Regions from separate parts of the Mus musculus genome. Here regions 1, 3 and 4 are each linked to region 2. The links are chromatin contacts, called in public HiChIP or PLAC-seq maps. All regions are on one chromosome and are shown on one strand. The core of a region is the stretch at or near the end of the contact, and the rest is flanking DNA. Distances in the headings are between cores, read along the strand shown.

Evidence for each region. HiChIP or PLAC-seq counts read pairs in DNA pulled down with a chosen protein or histone mark.
Region 1: a contact with region 2 is called in an H3K4me3 HiChIP or PLAC-seq map of bone marrow-derived macrophages, with 4 times the contacts expected there. The contact joins the enhancer-like site here to the promoter of Bfsp1 in region 2. A contact is called at or near these places in 2 of 39 promoter capture datasets (cranial neural crest and frontonasal cranial neural crest), 7 of 484 Hi-C or Micro-C datasets (the G1E-ER4 cell line, embryonic fibroblasts, liver and 1 more), 13 of 115 datasets of contacts at active chromatin or transcription factors (VIP interneurons, astrocytes, bone marrow-derived macrophages and 7 more) and 3 of 9 other capture datasets (embryonic stem cells, liver and pancreatic islet).
Region 3: a contact with region 2 is called in an H3K27ac HiChIP or PLAC-seq map of embryonic stem cells, with 2.9 times the contacts expected there. The contact joins the promoter of Pcsk2os1 here to the promoter of Bfsp1 in region 2. A contact is called at or near these places in 2 of 39 promoter capture datasets (cranial neural crest and neural stem cells) and 1 of 115 datasets of contacts at active chromatin or transcription factors (embryonic stem cells).
Region 4: an H3K4me3 HiChIP or PLAC-seq map of craniofacial prominence shows a contact between it and region 2, with 4 times the contacts expected there. The contact joins the enhancer-like site here to the promoter of Bfsp1 in region 2. A contact is called at or near these places in 7 of 39 promoter capture datasets (the C10 cell line, cranial neural crest, liver and 4 more), 1 of 15 datasets of contacts at CTCF or cohesin (the NIH/3T3 cell line), 5 of 484 Hi-C or Micro-C datasets (the HPC-7 cell line, beige adipocytes, bone marrow-derived macrophages and 2 more), 12 of 115 datasets of contacts at active chromatin or transcription factors (bone marrow-derived macrophages, craniofacial prominence, embryonic basal ganglia and 7 more) and 5 of 9 other capture datasets (adipose tissue, embryonic stem cells, liver and 2 more).

The regions. Positions count from the first base shown.
Region 1 is chr2:144,162,248-144,166,674 of GRCm38.p6, forward strand. All of the region lies in intron 2 of Banf2os (a long non-coding RNA gene), which reads right to left. Among named protein-coding and RNA genes, the nearest start is that of Gm5535, 25 kb to the right of the region's middle. Within about 2 kb of position 2,959, at least 378 of the 459 cell types and tissues checked have an H3K27ac peak or open chromatin away from gene starts, as enhancers often do. A contact at or near this core is called in VIP interneurons, astrocytes, bone marrow-derived macrophages and 9 more, where this site is marked.
Region 2 is chr2:143,861,044-143,865,952 of GRCm38.p6, forward strand. It overlaps Bfsp1 (beaded filament structural protein 1, in lens-CP94), which reads right to left and starts at 2,130. Exons shown (of 8, transcript NM_009751.2): 1 at 1,533-2,130. The coding sequence starts at 1,888. It overlaps Gm33648 (a long non-coding RNA gene), which reads left to right and starts at 2,283. Exons shown (of 3, transcript XR_375039.4): 1 at 2,283-2,371; 2 at 3,382-3,503.
Region 3 is chr2:143,546,149-143,550,920 of GRCm38.p6, forward strand. Pcsk2os1 (proprotein convertase subtilisin/kexin type 2, opposite strand 1) reads right to left here and starts at 1,689. Exons shown (of 3, transcript NR_040354.1): 1 at 257-1,689. Pcsk2 (proprotein convertase subtilisin/kexin type 2) reads left to right here. Exons shown (of 12, transcript NM_008792.4): 1 at 1-516. The coding sequence starts at 343.
Region 4 is chr2:144,238,355-144,243,153 of GRCm38.p6, forward strand. No RefSeq gene overlaps it. Among named protein-coding and RNA genes, the nearest start is that of Gm26165, 21 kb to the right of the region's middle. Within about 2 kb of position 2,352, at least 46 of the 459 cell types and tissues checked have an H3K27ac peak or open chromatin away from gene starts, as enhancers often do. A contact at or near this core is called in craniofacial prominence and pre-B cells, where this site is marked.

The DNA.
Region 1 (4,427 bases), core at 1,709-4,208, 300 kb after region 2:
TCTGCTCTCCTACCTGACCCCTATCTCTGCATGGCAACCCTCCATAGAATTGGAACTGTTCACAAATATCTTCTCACTCTTCCTCAACTATTTGGCAGCCACTGTGTGTCTGGCCCTGACCCATCCCAGACTCAGTAAATTCTAGACAACTTGTCCCGATGGCTGACACAGCTAAACTGAAGTCGTTTCATAAGGGAAGTTTGGATCCAGAAAGGATCCGTTATCCTGGTACTAGGAACACAGATGCAGGCTGGTGGGTACAAGGCTTGAAACCCCAAGGGGACCCAGATGAAAATAAACTGGATCTACAGAGATGGACAGACAAGAGATCTGAAGGAAATGGGTACCACGGTCCGAGTCAGGCTTCTGATGCTTGTTTCCAAAAGCATCCTGACATTTGCCAAGATTCTCAAACTGTAACTGTGGCCTTTGGAAGTCCGAGGGGAGTGCAGTGGGGACAGGGGCTGGTTCTCGGTGGCTGGTGAGAGCTGAGAGCAGGAGAGCAAGTGGAGAGGGCAGGGGATGACTAATATAAGCAAGGAAGCCTGTTGCCAGAAAGAACTAGAAACTCTTCCCCACCTGGGCTACATGCAACAACCACAACAGCAGAAGCTCCAAAACAGACAAACATGGCGGAAGCAGGTGCTATGCAAATGACTTGTAAAGGGACCTGAGATCCTGGCCTGGTGTTCTGGAGTGTATGCCAGTTGGTAGCTCATTCTTGGGAGTCCTTTTCTCTTTCTTAATAAATGGTGTCTATTTTTATTACCTCCGTGTTCTGGTTTGGTTCTTGTTGTTGCTTTTGTTTTGGTTTTGCGTTGTCCTGGGTCACAAGACCCTGGAAATCTCAGTAGTTTTACACCCCAGCCTGGACTCAGATCTGCACCATACAGTACGGTGTGTCCCTGGAGTCAAACGCTTCTCCTGGAAAATGTCTTGTCATCAGCATGAATGTCCCTTGCTGCTTCCCCAGACTATTGGTCACCAATGTCATGACATAATATACCCACCATGCAGTTTCATCTCCCTCAAGAGCCTTCCTTCCAACTGATTAGAGGGGCCAAGCTGTGGGCTGCATAGGGAGATGGAAAGCCATGGCCTAAGTCAGCTGAGTTGGGCCAAATCTCTCGGGGGGGCGGGGGGGGGATCTAAATATCATCTCTTCCTTTTTGTTTCTTTCTTCCTTCCTTTCTTTCTTTCATTTTCTTTTTCTTTTTTTTGAGACAGGTAACCCCAGTGCAGAGCTGAAGAAGCTAGGCTTGGAAACACTAATACAAGGCCCTGTGCCACAATCACTTGTAATGTCCAAGCCTCAGAAATCCAAACACTGGGGTCTTCTGCCGTCCCTGGCAGCTTTTACATCAAGAATTCATGTGGTAAACCAGACAGCAGCCTATGAGTAAGAATAACAGACCCATCACACTAAGGTGTCTCCACGACAGGCTGAGGGAGCAGGTCTCAAGGGCAGTATGTGATGAGGGAGGTGTCCCAAGAAGAAGTAGAGAAGAAGACAGGAGAGAGAGAGGGGCCATTGAAGAGTGATTTATGGAGCTGGTCCTGCTGGGGTAGGGTGGAGGAGAGAAGATGCTGCAAAGAAGAAACAGACAGACGGGTAGCACACTAGAGCTGCCCCTAGCAACCAGAAGGGAGTTGGATGCTCAGCTGCCACCCCTAAGCCAGAAGCCCTGGTCTATCTGGTATCCAGGGTCTCAGGCTAGAGTCATTTGGGAAAGCTTTGTGGGGGTGTGTGTGGGGGGTGCTTTTTGTTTGTTTTTAGTCACAATTCCTGTGAGCTTACATTGTGAGACTGGGCCAACCTGTGCTGGGGACTGCTAAACGACGGCCACATGCCTCGCTGTGTGGGAAACCCTGCTCTTCCTGATCTCTCAGATCCCTCAAGTCCCTCTGAGCCTACAGGTTCAAGGTCCCCCTGCACAAGTTCAGCTGTGGATGGAAACCCTGAGAAAAACACCCATGGAGCTAGAGACAAACACATTTGTCTGCCGGCCGGCCGGGGCTGCAGCTGGTGGAGGCTTGAGGAATGAATTCTTTTGGCTTTAATTCAGCTGTTTGTGCTCCCGTGACACAAACTGAGCTCAACCCACATTTTCCTTAGAAAGAAAGGAGAGGCGGTGCGTAGAGGCATCAAGCATATTTTCGGAGGTTTAATTTCCTTCCAGTGTCCTTAAGAAATCCCCCCCACCCCCTAAAGCTTATGCTGCCTCAACCCCAGCCCTAACGGTAGCATCAAAGACTTTTAAATTGAGACCCAGGGTGAGTTAGCTAAAGTAAATAAAACCAGAGAAGGAGGGAAATTAAAAGACAGTATCAGAGAAACCACGTCTTCACCAAAAAGCAAAAAGGAAGGAAGCTGGTTAGGGGAGGAGACCTGGAGAGGGAAGAATACCAAATTCCAAGAGTTTAAATGCAAGGAACGAAGGAATTAGCACTGACAGATTTAGCAAATAAAAATGCCCAGTGCCTGGTTCGATTTGTATTTTAAACGACGAATAATTTTTATTGTCTGCCATGCATTATTTCAGACACTCTTTCATCAAATATTTCATACAATAAATTTATGATAAAACGTAATTTATTGCCCATCTTAAAGTCAAATTTAATTGGGCACCCTTAATTGTACGTTAAAAATTATCAGCTAGTTTAAACACCTTTTAGACTGGTCAGCTTTGCTTCCCTGGGGATCTTGCTGGTCGTTTATACAGATGTCCCCTGCCTTTGTGGGTATATTTGTCCTTTGGGAATTTACAACAGAGAGGAACTCCCCAGAGAAGCTGAAAGTGGAATACAAAGACCAGACTGCTAGAGGAGGTCCAGGCATGGAGGTTAAGTGGAGCCAGTATCCTTGAGCCTCCCCATCACCGCAATCTGGCCACAGGAGCGGCCCTGCTCAGCTAGAGGGATTCCAGCCCGGGCCCCTCCCCGCGGTGAGCTAAGGATTTAGGGATGACTACAGGAGGGTGGAGAGCTGCCACGTTCCAGTCCTGGAGGAGCGCGCAGAAGGGACTTCACACACACACACTCACACACACACACACACACACACACACACACACACACACACACACACACACCTGTACACACCCCTAAGATGCTGTGATCTCTTCGCTTCCTTCTGCCCTGTATTTTCCTTCCCAGGCCCTGTCCTCCGTTCTGTCTCCCCACTTCCCGTCCCTCCAAATAAGGAAGCAGAGCTTTGCGGACGCCTGGCGAAGATGCCAGGTCTGGTCCCCGCCCCCAGGCCGAATCCAGCTGCCAGCGAGGCAGCTGGGGGTGGTGGAATGGGGTGGGGGAGTGGACCCCGCAGGCCCGGTCGCGATCTAACCCAGCGGCTCAGGATGCAGCGGGGGCCCTGGGTGCACAATGGCACCTGCGGGACAACTGCGTCAAGGTCGAGGTGAGAACCAGGCTCTCAGGGCTGCCCGGAACGTTTCACTCTTCGCTCGGCGGGGCTCTGCAAAGGCGGAAGATGACGTGGCGAATCGAGGAAGCGCCACATCTCAGATCCAGACGTTCCACTCCCAGGAACTGACCCAAAGGAAATAATCCAGTCCAAGAAAGAGAGAATATCCGGGAATAAAGCAACTCGTGGGAAATGGTTTAACGAACCTCTGCATATCAGTGCTATGGAATGCTCTTTTATTTCGTGCAGCATTTAGGTGATCGCTTGTCAGGACCCTCTCAGTATCTGGGGACACTGAGAGGGTAGAACCCAGATCTCCTTTCTTTCCTCCGAGAGTTCACAGGAGAAACAGCGTGGACTTTAGAACCAGAGTGCAGTGGATCTGAGCACCCGTGTATGTCCTCATCTGTAAAACGCAGACGCTTCATAGAGAAGCAATGAGGGTCCCAGCGGGAAGGTTACACCGAGTATCCGCCACGAGATGAGAGGTCCAAACACCTACCAACAATCCCGAGGTGCCATGATAAAAGAATGTATGAGTTATTAAGTATATGCAGAACCGCAAGTGCTGCAAGTAGCTGAAGCTTCCTACTCTTGAAAACACAGGAGGGATGCATTTAATTATGCCTGGGTGGGCGTGGCACCAAAGAAGCCCCGAGGTAACTCAAGCTGAGTCCTGAAGGATGTGTTTTCTGGGTAGACAAGAAATGAAAAGACCATTGCAGGTAAAGCAAGCCTAGGACCTAGAGGGAGGGAAGAAAGAGCAAGGGAATTCCAAAAGCTACTTCTAAGTGTCTTGTAGGAAGGAACGCATTTCCAGTTGCACATTTATTCTTCTGCCTCAGCTGCACAAGTGGCAGACCAGGCCCTCGTGGCTTAAGGGTGACTCTCCTCCCCTAGGCCTGCCTCCACCCATCAAAGAAATCCCTCTAGGCTCCCTGTGTATCCAGGAGAGGTTCCCATCCCCATCCGGTGATCTCAATCCCTGGATGCTCCAAGGCCAATG
Region 2 (4,909 bases), core at 880-3,379:
TACTGACCCACCCAAATGGAATAAGCAGTTTAGTGTAGCATTCCATAGTCTACAAAATCCAGAAGGAGAAACTAAGGGTGCAGCTCAGTAGTAGAAAGCTTGCCCAGAGTGCACAAAGCCCTAGATTTGATCACAACACCAAATTTGAACACATCTCTAATCCCAGCTCTAGGCAGGTAGAGGCAGGATGATCAAAAAATCTAAGGTTATGCTAGGCAGTATGACCATGCTGGTGCAAGCCTTTAATCCCAGCACTCCAGAGGCTGTACATTGTGCCCGAAACAGTTTTGGAATATCCATTACTGGATTCCTGTAGAGTGTGGGCAGAGATAGTCTCTCCTTCAGATGAAGCTGATGGGCCAGCATGCACAGGGAAGTGTACATAGCTATAGCTTAGCCTTGGCCTTGGTACTATAGTTTAGCATGACCTTGGCTCCCCCCCCCCAACCCCAAACAAGGTTTCTTTTTATGTAACTTTGGCTGTGCTGGAACTCACTCTGTAGGCTTGGCTAGCCTTGAACTCACAGAGATTTGCCACAGCCAAGTCTCTGTTCAAGCCCTGCTCCCCACTGGCTTCTGCAAGGCTTATATCCCCATGAGAGATGGAGTTTCAGGTCCCTTCTTGCAAATGGGTTCCTATGGCTCAAAACCAGGAACAGAAAGATTGATGATGGACTTAATAAACTATCCAGCTTGCCAATAAATTCACATTATGCTTCATTTTAACGTTTATTATGGAAATAGCAGTTGGACTTGATAAACAAGCTTTAAAATATACATATTCACTCATTCAAACATAGTCCCCAGAGAAACTCCGTCTAAAAAAAAAAAAAAAACAGACAAGACAGACAGTTGATATATACGTGAATTTTTCAGCCATAAAAAAGAAAATTATGCTGTTCCCAGGATAATGGATGCAACTGGAGATTAACATTAAAGCCAACTGAGCCAGTTTCAGAAAGCAAATATATGTTTTCTCCAATTTGTAGTTCCTAGATTGTATATAGTCACATAAAGTCATACACACACATACAAGAAAAGAAATTGGGGAAAAGGGAGATAAGTGGGAGGGAGGAGAAATGAGAAAAGGGAAGGTAAGGATCCAGGGGAGAATGCGGTTATGGTACAATATGTACCTGTATGAAGATTAAATTGAAAAAAAAAAGTATGGAGTCAAAATCAGTCATGTGAGAGTGCATATCCTGAAATTATAGAACCGGGGTGCACTGGGAACTGGGAGACTGCAGCTCTGGGGTGGTGCAAACTACCTCGCATATTTGGGTGTTGGCTCAAGTTAAACACCAAAAACTCGAACTATGCATTTAAAACCTGTATGGTCCATTCTATCTATCATCCCAAAACATAGGAAAAGTAAATGAAGCCGGATCCCGAAAGTGCCATGGAACTGAAAGTTGGACGTCTGCAGGACCCGTGCATCCCGACGCCCCTCTCTCCGCGGACAGTCTGCAGTTACCCCCACGCCTCCCGCCACATCGCCTACGTGCCTCAGTCTCCCTAACCGTGCCTCTTACTTGCTGCGGAACTCGTCGAGCGCGCGCTGCGCCTCGGCCTCCTGCCTCTCGAGCCGCGCGTGCTCGGCTGTCAGGTCCCGGGCGCGCTGCAGATTGGCCTCGACGTGGCGGGCGAGCGCGTCCTCGGGCCCGGGCTGCTCGCCCAGGCGCTGGAAGGCGTCGAGCTGCCGCCGCAGGCCGGCGTGGCGCTGCTGGAGCGCGCGGGCCCGCTGGACCTGGACTGCCACGCGCTCGCCCAGCGCCTGCAGCGCTGCCAGGCCGGGCGCGGTTCCCCCGGGCTGGGCGGCGGGGCCCGCGGGCTGGGCGCGCTCGTAGCGCTCCTGGCGGGCCTGGAAGACGTAGCTGCGGCGGTACATGGCTCCCGGAAGGCCGCGGCCTGGGCTGCGCCTGCTAAATAAACCGGCCGGCCGGGCTGGGACGTTCCAGAGCCGGTCAGCAGATGTGCCCTCGGGGCGGGCGCCCAACAATGAAGAGCCGCGGGTGCTTTGTGTGCGGGATTAAGCCGCCCATACAGCTCCCGGGTGGAAGGGGCATCGGGCAAGGACCTCTTTGTTCCGCCATTGTGGAGGCCTGTTGCTATGTGACTGCACGGAGGATCAGGGGGACAAGAGATGCATGATGCTCTTTTAACTGGCTCTGTGTAAGCCACCCAAGGCCAGCTTGCTAAAGTCCTGCAGCAGAGGGCCTGGCACTTTCTCCTGTCCCTTCCAACTTTCATTATGAACTTACTTGTTTGTTGTTGATTTCAGGCTTTTAAAGGCGTTACAATAATACCATGTTGCTGAGGCTGTCTCGGGGAGGGCTTCCTAACTATGCATGCAGATAAAATGGCCTAGCATGTAAGTGTTGAGCTGTCCTCCTAGTAATTTCTTATGACTGTTTGGGTGTATTTGTGAGGACTTGACAACTTGTATAGTGACTTAGGAAGACTGGTGATACTGACCTACACCGTTGCTCTCTCACCAAGGAGGTGAGGTTAGATGCTTCAAACTTAACAGAAATCCTTACAGTCTAAGGACTTAGTAAACTATCCAGTTCTCAAATAAATATTCTCATTATGTTTCATTTTAACTTTTATTATGGAAATGGCAGTTGGAGTTAAAAAACAAGCTTTGAAATATATACAATCACTCAATGTGATAGGCTTTGAAAAATTCAAAAGTAAAATTAATGTTGAAAATATTGAACTATTTGATGAGATTATTCCAGGATATAAATATTTATCATATTAAAATATTTATTTAAAGATCATTATCAAAGTCTGGAGAGATAACTCAGTAGGTAAGCATGCTGTACAATCACGAGAACCTGTGTTCAAATCCTCGGCACCCACGAAACGCTGGACATGGCTAAATATGCCTATAACTCAGCAATGGAGAGGGAGGTACAGTGATGGAGAAGCAGCAAACCTTCAGTTCAATAAGAGACCCTTCGTCAAGGCAGTGAGGAAGACACTAAATGCTCTCCTCCGACCACAGCATATACGTGCACACATTTCACATTTCTATAACCACATACTTAGCAGTACATGTGTATCACCCACAGTTTTAAAAACCATTATCAAAAGGACTGGTCTCTTATAAATTAAGGCTTAGCAACACCATATATTACCAACCATATGGATTACACATAATTATGCTACAAATTAAAGTTACTAAAAATAGGGAAAATCACTGAGATCTTTGTTTAGTTTATTATCACTCCAAGAAGCCTATATAATAAAGGATTCAGTCTGGAACAAAGCAATGTATGATCTGTATGTGTGGTGACATGGTCATATTCTCTCTCTCCCTCCCCCCCCCTCTCTCTTCCTCCCCTCCTCCCTCCATCCTTCCCTCTCTCTCCTAAGACATTTAGGTTTTCATGGCCAAGTGGAGGAGAGCATGATGTGAGTATTTTGAAGGTTTCCCACACACTGCTGGTGATGAATTGATTTCCAACTTCCCAGAGAGCAAAACCCACATGTAACAGGTACGATAAATCACCCATGGCCTTTGACATCACATGTTAGTCAGTTGTTGCTACAGAACAAACGACCCCAAAGAGTCGAGAAATAACACATATTTATCACCACTCTCTGGGTCCCCAGCCCGGCTGAACAGTTCTTCTAGCTGCAGGTCTTTTGATCGGCTGAGACAGCACCATAGCTCTTGTCCTTCCTTCTGAGTTAGCAATGTCAGAAGCCGTGCCAAACAGGTTCATCCAGGTTTTCCTCGGCAGTGAGTCCACTCACATCCTGTTGCTAAGTCAAATTACAGGCTCACAGACAGCCCAAGCGGGGAGTTACATGGGAGTCTGAGGAGATGACTCAGTAAAGTGCTCTCTGCTAAGCCTGAGTACCTGAAGTCCCCCTCATCCCTGCACCCATCTCGTTCAGGTGGAAGGAGAATTTGGTGTCACAAGTCTATGTAACCCCAATTCTGGAGCTGGGAGACAAGCAAGCAGATGTAGGGTGCTCTCCAGCCAGCCAGCTTACTGAACCAGACAATATCGTTGAATGGGGCCAAATTACTTGAGCTGAAGTTCAATGAGAGACCCTGTCTCAGAGAATAAGGTATAGGCTAAGAGAGAAAGACAGCTGGAGTTGAGCTCTGGCCTCCCTCTGTGCACACACAGAAGGGCATACGTACATACAAATGGATGAAGTGGGGTGGAATGGCTCACTCAGACCATGACAAGGATTTAGATATATTATCCCATCACACTAGTGTAAAGAATCGATACCAATTCTCTCTACAGCACAGAATAATCCCATTGGAAATAAATATATCCCAGAAATATACCAAAGGAGAAGGACAGCATAGTTCCCATATAATATGGTGCAGCAAGTATTTTTCAGACTACCTACTAATAAGCTGGATGTGGTGATAAATCCATCTAACTCAGCTAATAACTGAGCAAGGTGATGTCCCTCCTGTCAAGAAATAAGACATAGTACAGGCTATAATCTTCCTCCCAAGTTGCTTTGAGTCAGCAGACAAGAACAATAGTTTATATTGGCATGTAAGCTGTTTTATGCCGTGATAAGAATACCCCAATGTTAGGGGCGTAAACAACAAAGATTTGCTTACTGCTCCTGAGACGCATCAGTCCGGAGTTAGCTGTAACCTTTGCCCTGTATACTTACTAAGTAGCTACTGTTCCTGAGTACTGACGTTCATCTTAGAGAATGATAGCATGGCTGGTTTTGAACATTTCCAGACAATATCATTGAATGGGGCCAAATTACTTGGCCCCACTAAACTCCAAATGCACTTCTAAGTCAACAGAAGGGACTGTGTGCTGGTCAACAACCAGAAGGAACAGAGCTTCATCTTCACCTTCATCATCATCATCATCATATATGTATGTGCTAAAGCAATCATGAATGAATGAAT
Region 3 (4,772 bases), core at 439-2,938, 320 kb before region 2:
AGGAGCTGAAAATGCAGATTTAGCATCAAGCACAGACACACACTAGCTCTTTCTCTCGGGTACACACAGCTCCGCACATTCGCACCCCTGCCAGCCAGCCGGGCTGCGCGACTCCCCGGCTTCCCTGGCAGCCAGCTGCTGGTGGACAGCGTACAGATTTGCTGTTTGCCAAGCTTCTTTTCTGCCTCTTTTGCTATACAAAGATTTTTTTTTTTAAAAAAAAAAAAAAAGAAAAACAGAAACAAAAACTACATACCTATTTTTTATTTGCATCTTCCCTCTTCGTCCCCTGCTCCACCACCCTGCGCGCCTCACAGCCCCACTTTTCACTCCCAAAGAAGGATGGAGGGCGGTTGTGGATCCCAGTGGAAGGCGGCCGGGTTCCTCTTCTGTGTGATGGTTTTTGCGTCTGCCGAGAGACCCGTCTTCACGAATCATTTTCTTGTGGAGTTGCATAAAGACGGAGAGGAAGAGGCTCGCCAAGTTGCAGCAGAACACGGCTTTGGAGTCCGAAAGGTAAGATTTTTTTTCCATACATTTCACATGTTGTTTCCAGAGGAGGGACAGCCTTGCGCAATCTCGTTGCAGATTTGCAAGTTTTCTGTCTTTTTATGCTATGCAGCTATTCTGCCATCGGTTCTCAAACACGACATTGCCTCCGGTGATCTTTCATGGGTTATGTAATTAAAATGTCCTTCATCTGTATTAGAAAGGTCAGAGAAATAATTTGTTGGTGTTTGACTTGGTGGGGGCAAAATAAGACCGCACCTTACAAAGGATGCTGTGCGCCCCGGCTGCTGTCCGAGGTACCAAGTTCTCCAGGCTGCCTAGGGACAGAGGGATAGAGTCCAGAGCAGCTGGGCTTACGTCGACTGCTTTGCCAGGGAAGTCTCCCAGCCCCCCACGCCCCGGAGAAAGAATAGTTTCCCACCGACATGGCTCAAAGATCGAGCGTTGCAGTTCACCTCAGTTTTCCGACCCACGCCTAAGGACTTCCCTCCCAGCGACTTTCAGTCCCTGCTTTTTTCCCCAGTGGACAAGAGCTTTCTGACTTGGAAACAAGGACGGAGTTCTCTGTCCAAAACGAGTGCTGAACTTGTGCGCTTTGGCTCCTGCCCACGACCTCCCACTCCAGAAGCGCACTCCTGTTTGGAGAGTTCTTAATTTGCTTCTTTAGGACACCTCGCTGCCAAGAGAGATGGATTCTGAGGGGGATTCCCCCCGGAAAAGTCGAGGTGTCCTCTCCTGATGTGTGGGCAGCCAGCGCGGTTTTCCCCAGAGAGCACGGGGATCCCCATTCCAAGAAGTTGTCCAAGTTGAACTGTTTGGATAAGATTTCGAGCTTTGGGTGCCTCTGGCAACCTCTGGATAAGTTAGGGTACTCGTCCTGCGGGGAACAGAGGAGAATAATTCATTTGGCGGGGAGCATGCCTGACCTGCTCTTCCTGCGAAATATCTGTATCCCAGATCTGGAGTGTCCTTAGGGGACCTGGCACCGCTAGGGGAGAGTGAGGATGCAAGGAGAAGCCAGTCTGAGGGGAATGGAAGGTCAAAGGATGCAGCTTGGTACCCGTGGGCTGTCCCCTCCCTCCTGATCCCACAAGAAAAGAGGCTTGAGAGAGCATTGGGTTCCCTCCCTAGAAGGGCAACACAGGCTGGTCTCCTCTGTCAGAACTTCCTATGTCTCTTGCCGAGTTCCCAGCTACTAGGATGACTCCTTCAGGAGCGCAGGGCTCTCCCGCCTACACTCACCAGCGGCGCGGCGGGCGCGTATTCTACCTCAGCTGTGTTTGGCAGCGAGTTTCACAGAGGTCCTGGAAGAAGCGCAGGTCTGCGGGTGGCGCGCGGGCGGGTCTCACACACCTAGAACTAGTTGCTCCCGAGAAGAGAAGTGTGGGTGGAGCAGGGGAAACCAGGTTCCTGTTGATAGAACAGTCTCCTGGCCTCCTGGCCCACGGAGACTTCTTTCAAACGACATTCAACCCTGAAACAAGCTGATACCCCACCTAACCCCGCTCCGCCCTCCTCCCCCCATTGGCAAAATCCAGCGTCCTAGCGGCATTGGCAATGAGTGATTATAGTTAGCTGATATCTGACTGTGAGATCTTGCATACTTTCCCTTTTGAAAAAAAAAAGATTTATCTCATCGTGTGGGGGGGTGGTGGGGGGGGTGTAGGTTGGAACTGGGATTACCGAAGGTTGTGAACTGCTCCGTGTGAGCACCTGTATGCACCCTTAACCCATGAGTTCTCTTTCCAGCCTGCTTAGATGCATTCGTATTTAATATCAACAGCTGCAAGAATGCTTCTGTTATTAGAAAACCCTTGCTAGGTGTTGACAGGGCTTTATGGCTGGGCTACCCTACGAAGGGAAGAGGCAGCAAGATCTTTAATTCTTCTATACCTGTGTAACCCTACCTGTGGGTACCTTCTGTGTCAGCCCTTTCTGACAAGGAAGGAAACCCATCTGCTGCAATGGTTTTCCATCTCCTTTTTCTTTCCCCCTGGAAAACACATTCTTGAGATCTGATGCTAAAAACCTAATGAAAGGTAGGTGTAACTGAGCCTGATAATGGCTAACCCTGTCAATTTTTCAATATATTTTTTTTTCCTAATGGGAATGAATAACTCAGTGAGTGCTTAACGGTTGTGATGGTGAGATTGAAGCCAGGAAATATAAAGGTAATCTTATGGTTTATCAGCAATTTGGTTCGACTTTGAACAGAAAGACACATATACTTTGGGGTTAACTATTTCTCCTCATTCCATTCTTTCTTGGAGAGGAGGTCACTGACTGATTTTGTATTGCAATATCAAGCTGCAATCCTCAGCTATGAAGAACAGGCTTTCGATTTGGTGTCTCCTTTTTCCTCTCCTTGTCCTCTCAGATAGTACCTCCTAACCAAATCCTAGTCTTTTGCCCTGATACGTATTCAAAGGCTAACCCATGTATGACAAGGTACTTGTGCCTGAAGAAGCTTTGTGGTGCAATGCCCAGAGAGCATTGAGCCCTCCAATGAGCCTTTTTTTTTCCTTCTTTGAAGGATCACATGCTGTTGATCCTTCAAGACCTGGACCTAAATCTTGCCTGATGCTACAGCCATAAAGAGCTTCCCTTCTCCCAGCTGCCCACAAGGCAGGAACAGCCACTGCCCTCTGTCCTACCCTCAGTCACTCATGGGAACCTAAGTATTCAGAGCCAATGTCCTCTGTATTCCTGGCTTCTTTGCCTTATCCAGTCAACTGCTGTGCTTGACGGCCCTTAATGTATTCGTATGACTGTTTCCCAGGCACTGTCCTCTCTTGGTCTCTTTGCACTGCTCTATACTTGTCCCAACTTCTTATCCTGAATTTTGTACTTTAAACCCTAAGACATCCTTCTCTGTGGTTCCTCTAAGCCTTAGCAGATCTCTTCATCTCCTCCTGCTCAATGTCAGGTATGAAAGGTTCTCAGCAGCTAGTTATACACACATAGGAAGGGGCAGGGATGCAGATGAGGGGAGCCTTCTGTGACAGAGTATCTCATCCTAATCCCACAAAATAAGTAGAATTGTCTGCATCAATCTTCACATGAAATTCAAAGCTCTAAGATATTAAGTAACTGCCTTATATTGGCAAAGGAAATAATTCAAACATAAATCCAAATTCACTTGACTACTAGCTGTCTCCAGGAAGCCATCCCTGACTGCCAAGAACTTTGCCTTGGAGATACCATTTTGAAAATGTGAAAGAGGGGCTTCTTACCTTTCCTTTCTTTTTTTACCTGTGCTATAATTACCATTTGTTTGCTGTTGAGATATGAAAATGTGTCACTGACTACCGTGCACATCTGTATTCATCTTCAGAAGATCGGAACTAAACAATTCTGCTTTTTCCTAGCCCTGATGCCACATGTTGTGCTGGGCATGAAATGCTGGGAAAGGTTTTGTTCATGATTTAATTACTTCATCACTAGAATATCAGTAAAAGCAAATATTTATGTTTTCTCCAGGAAAGAAAGTAAAATACCTGTCTAGTTTATTTTTTCTGTTTTATTTTAACCTGGTCCTCACCCCAAACCATGTCCACTGAGATGCTATATACAAAGAATTCAGTGGTGACAGGACTGACTTCAGATAGCACCTCCCACTTCTCAGGACATTATTTTTGACTCTTCTGAAATGGAAATAAAAATGACTTATCAAAATAATGAATCCCATATCACAGTTTCAGCCAACTGTGTGTGAGAATGTTGAGCAAAATAAGAAAAGAGTAAAGTTCCATTAATAATTAACATTTTAAACACTGTTAGACATTTTTTGTTTTATTATGTTTAGATTTTTATGGATGGAGAGCTCACTGGGGTGCTTTCACAGATAACATTGCATGACCATTTTTATAAGTGTAAGGATATTTCTATTCTAAAGGTGATCTACTAGTAATAGTACTAGCAGGTAATAAAAATAAATTTTGGATCATTGTACTTTGTGGATATATAATTTAACATATGAAAGAACATAGCTTACTATTTTCACAAAGTGAGTATACTGGATCATAAGCACTGAAGTCAAGAAACAATTATTATCAGAATCCCCAAGGCCCCCTACTGCTTCCTGAGCACTTCTGAGTTTAGGCAGATATAAACATCACTTTGGGGTATACCAAAGTCCAGCAGGCACTCCATATCCAGGTGGCTTCATATCTGCAGACTCAATCAGAGGTGGCTGAAAAAAAAAAAACCAAGGTGCATCTGTACCAAACAGATATTTCTTAGCTTGTTATTTCCCCAAACAA
Region 4 (4,799 bases), core at 1,102-3,601, 380 kb after region 2:
TGGAAGAGGAAAACTCATAAAATCCCAGCTGAATAGATGGAGCAGCAAACATGCTGAGGACTGGCCTGGGGCCTGTCATTCACTTAATCAACAGCAAGGGTGACTCCACTGTCCTGGGTCAGGCTGCATCACGGCATCAGCCAGCATCCCAGAGTCAAACAACAGCAGGCTCTGGTTCACAGGCGGTGATACGCGCATCTGTTGGAACTGCACATCCACACCACAGCCTCTCTGCAGCTTGTTCAGATTTGGATCCAGAGCCTGTCCTGCAGCCAGCAGTGTCCCTGGGGCTGTTAGGCATATTCTGAGAACCTCTATTCTAGGCCACATGGCCGGAGTTGGGCGACTCAGGCTTTTTCCACTCACAATTCCTTTAGCTTTGGGGGAAAAAAAAAACCCAGAAGTCAAGGGTTGGGTATTGGGGTGTGGAGCTGGATAGCTGGATCAACAGTTAAGATGCTTTTCATGACCTCCAGAACTCCTGCATGCACATAATATAGACTGTATGCACATATATTACACTCAGGCACACACATAAAATAAAATTAATATTCTTAAAATTATTTAAAAAACAATCCAAGTCAGGCATGGAGGCACTCAACTTTAATCCCAATACTCGGGAAGCAGAGGCAGGTAGATATGAGTTTGAGTCTAGCCTGAGTCCAGCCAAGGCTACACAGTAAGACCCTACATCAAGATAGATAGATAGATAGATAGATAGATAGATAGATAGATAGATAGATAGATAGATAGATACATACATACATACATACATACATACATACAAGATAGGTAGATAGATAGATAGATAGATAGATAGATAGATAGATAGATAGATAGATAGATAGATAGATAGAAGATAGATAGACAGACAGACAGACAGTCTGGAAAGACAGGCCTGCTTTGAAGTCCCCCTGCAGAGTGCAGATAACTCCCCAAATACCCATCAGGAAACAGTTCCAAGACAAGAAGGGCAACCATGTTTGCCCCTGCCCTTTACACAGTCATCAAGCTGTTTGAGGCCAGAAGAGAAATAAATATTAACAAAAGGAGAAATAGCCTACTGGAAAGGACTGAATCCTTTTAAAGGGTGTCTAAAGGGTGTCCCAGGAGAACCCAGAAGAAACTTGACGTCTGAGTAGCACCCCAGGGACCTCTCTCTTTCTGACACCTGCAGTGCCTTTGGATGCCACTTTAGTCCCCTGAGGATTTAGAGTCAGGCCTCTAGATACTGAGCTGCTACTGCCAGGCAAAGGTACCCAGAATCTCTAGGGATTGCTGTGGTGAGAAGTCCCCGGGATAAACCTGTTCTGCTACAGCAGTGTGTCCCTCCACCCACAGACCCTGCCTCAGTCAGGAGGCCTCAGGGTTCTCATCAGAAGCCCCAGGCTGCTGAGTCAGAAGATATATTCCTGAGTGTCCCTACCCGACTCAACGTGCTTCAGATGCACCCCAGAAGAAGCAGTTTCCCAAATGCCTTCTTGATTAGGAGGTTTCTAGGCCCATTAACAGTGGGGTTAGGAAAGGGGGCCAGGGTATAGAGAAAGAGGGGGCCAGAATATTCTGTAGTTCCCCAAGCTGTGAGGGGCAGTGGGCTGGCTCAGGGCTAGTGTCCCAGCTGCTCTGTGGCCTCACACACCCAGGACAAAGGGAAACAGAACTGCTTCTATCTTGGGGTGCAAGCCCTCTCTGCTTGGGTGCCCCATTCACTTCTGCAAAGTCTCTTTCCAGAACTGGGAATGGGGTCTGCTCACCTAAGTGTTACTATACACCGAGTCTGTCCCAGCCCAGCCCAGCCCAGCCCAGTGGCCAGCACACAGTGGTCACCAGAGGACACAGAAGACTGAGGAAGGTCCCCAAGAATCTCTTCAGGATGTCAGCCCTGCCCTTCGCCACTCTGGCCTCTGCAGCATCTCATCAACCCACCCCTCTCTGCAACTGTGACACAGCAGAAGCACATCCTGTGTCCACAGGCCCAGCACAGGCAGCCTCTTGAGGGCCTGATGGGTGACACATCTTTCTAGGGAAGAATGCTTTGGGCCAGGCTAAATGCTCTGACCTCACCTGTGTGCAGTGGGTGACATGGGTACCACCAGAAGGGCAGGAACTGGGAATAAAGGAGAGGGTACCCTGTGGGGGAATCAGTGGGTTGTCCCCTCAAGCAGGACAACAGCTGAGTCAGCTATTCCAGCCTTGGCCCACTTCAGGCCTCACACCTCCGCCCACAATATAAGTTGGCCACTCTCATAACCAGAAAGCTCTCTGGAACCCAGTCAATGCTCCCCCCTCTATCCTATTTACCACACTGTAACTCTGCCTCATGGTTCTCAGATAGCTCTGAGGGTCTGCTGGCTGCTCTCATGACTCCCACAGCTAAGTCAAACCCTAACCACTTCCAGCTGTGCACAACTGGTCCTGAACTCTCATTTCTTCATATATGCTATATTTATATTATGGATTCCACAGAAACTCATCCCCCATGCCAGCTGCCTGACAACTGCCCTTCCCTGCATACTGAACAACCTCTACTCAATCCCTGAAATACATTCCCATTATCCCACTCTGTAAAACAGCAGGGTGGGCAAAAAATGGTTTTTTTTTTTTTCAGCTCGCAAGTTGGGCTGCTTAGATGCATGGCTGGTTGACTCCAGTGCTCTTGGATCTATGGCAGGGTGACGACAGTATTACGGTGAAGAACATAGCGGAGAAATTTTGATCACCTCATAGCAGGAAAGCAAAAAGGAGAGAGTTGTGTCCAGGGACAAACTACTCCTCACCTAAGCCTCTCATTTTAGTGTTATTTATTTTATTCTATGTGTCTGAGTGTTTTGCCTATACGTAAGTCTGCATGTGCCTGGGGCCTGATGAAGTCAAAAGAGGTCATCTAATCCCCAGGACTGAGGTTAGACTTCCTCAAACCCTTCCCACTCTGTTATAGCAGTGAAACTTGGTGATGCTAGGAATCTACCCTGACCCCCTCTGGAAGACTAGCCAGTGCTCTTAACTGCTGAGCCAACTCTCCAGCCCTCCTTTTTATTTTAATGTATGTATGTATGTATGTATGTATGTATGTATGTATGTATGTATGTATTTTGAAATAAGGTCTCTCTGTATAGCCTTCCTATCCTGAAACTCACTATGTAGACCAGGCTGGCCCCAAAATCAAAGAGATCCATTTCCCTCTGCCTTGAGTGCTGGGATTAAAGGTGGTGCCACCAGACCAGCCCCAGCCGCTGTCCTTTATTTTTTTAATTATTATTTTATTTAATGTGTATGGGTATTTTGCCTGCTTGTATATTTGTATACCACATGCTTGCCTAGTGCCCATGGAGGCTAGAAGAAGGGTTTGGATGCTCTGTAACTGAAGTTAAAAGTTGTGAGTTGCCATATAGGTGATAAGAATCAAACTCAGGTCTTCTGTAAGAGCAACAGATACTTTTAACCACCAAGTATCTTTCCAGATTTCCAGCCCCTCAACTCTCTTTTATTTTTATTGCCACATAGAATAAACAATATAACACTTGAAAAAGGTAGGTGTGTGTGTGTGTGTGTGTGTGTGTGTGTGTGTGTGTGTGTGTGTTTGGGCTGGGAAGTACAAATTCATGTGCAGTGTGTATAGGATAAGAGGCTAGAAGGATGTTTGTCATTATTGCCATACAGTCGGTGGCCTTATGGCTTTCCATATTTTCTACCTTAAATTATAAATTTGGAAAAACTGGAACAATTTAAGAAAGCTAAGCTAGGGGAGCTAGAGAGATTGTTTAGTGGGTAAAAGTACTTGCTGCTTTTCCAGAGGACACAGGTTCAATTCCCAGCACCCACACAGTCGCTCACAACTGTCTCTAACTCCAGTTCCAAGAGATCCAACACCTACTTCTGGCCTCAGTGGGCCCTGCATGCATATTTGTACACAGACTTACATGTAGGCAAAATACCCATACACATAAGATAATAAAATTTAGCTGGGTAATGGTGGCACACGCCTTTAATCCCAGCACTTGAAGGAGAGGCAGGTGGATTTCTGAGTTTGAGGCCAGCCTGGTCTACAGAGTGAGTTCCAGGACAGCCAGGCCTACACAGAGAAGCCCTGTCTCAAATAAATAAATAAATAAATAAATAAATAAATAAATAAATATTTAAAAAGAAAATAAAGCTGCGCTCAGTGGCACATACCTCAATTCCTACTTACTTGGTAGTTTAGGCAGGAGAATTACTTGAGCCAATTAAGGCAACACAGTTCCAACAAAAGGCAAACAGTTTGTGCTGGTGCACTCCAGCACTCAGGAAGCAGAGGCAGAGGGATCTCTTTGAGACCAGCCTTGTCTACAAGTGAGTTCCATAGACTGTCTCAAAAGGTCAAACCAAATGGCAATACCTGGTCAGCAGGCAGACTATATTGGAAAAGGCACACACAGCAAAACAGGAAAGGTTTGAAGCAAGGTGGTCATAGGTTGGCTGGTGCCTGTGATGCCGAGCCCTGGCTCCTTATCCAGAGGGTGAGAGATGACATCACTTGCTGTGGCAGTTTATCCTTTCCCTGCTGTTTCGCCATCAAAATAGCGAGTTTGTTTTTCCTCTCCATGAGCCTGGACTGACCTTCTAAGCTCTTTTGTTAACAGAAGGCAGTAAAAAGCACCACCGTGGTTCACTGCTCTAGCGGAGGTGGCAAGGGTTTGAGGCAGTCTGCTTAGAACCCATCAGAAGGCTCCCGCAGTCTCCCTTGCTCTCTCAAGGCCCTGCCCATCTTCTTCCAGGATAGGCACCAGTCTAGCCTAGCCCTGCTGGAACTGAGTGTTCAC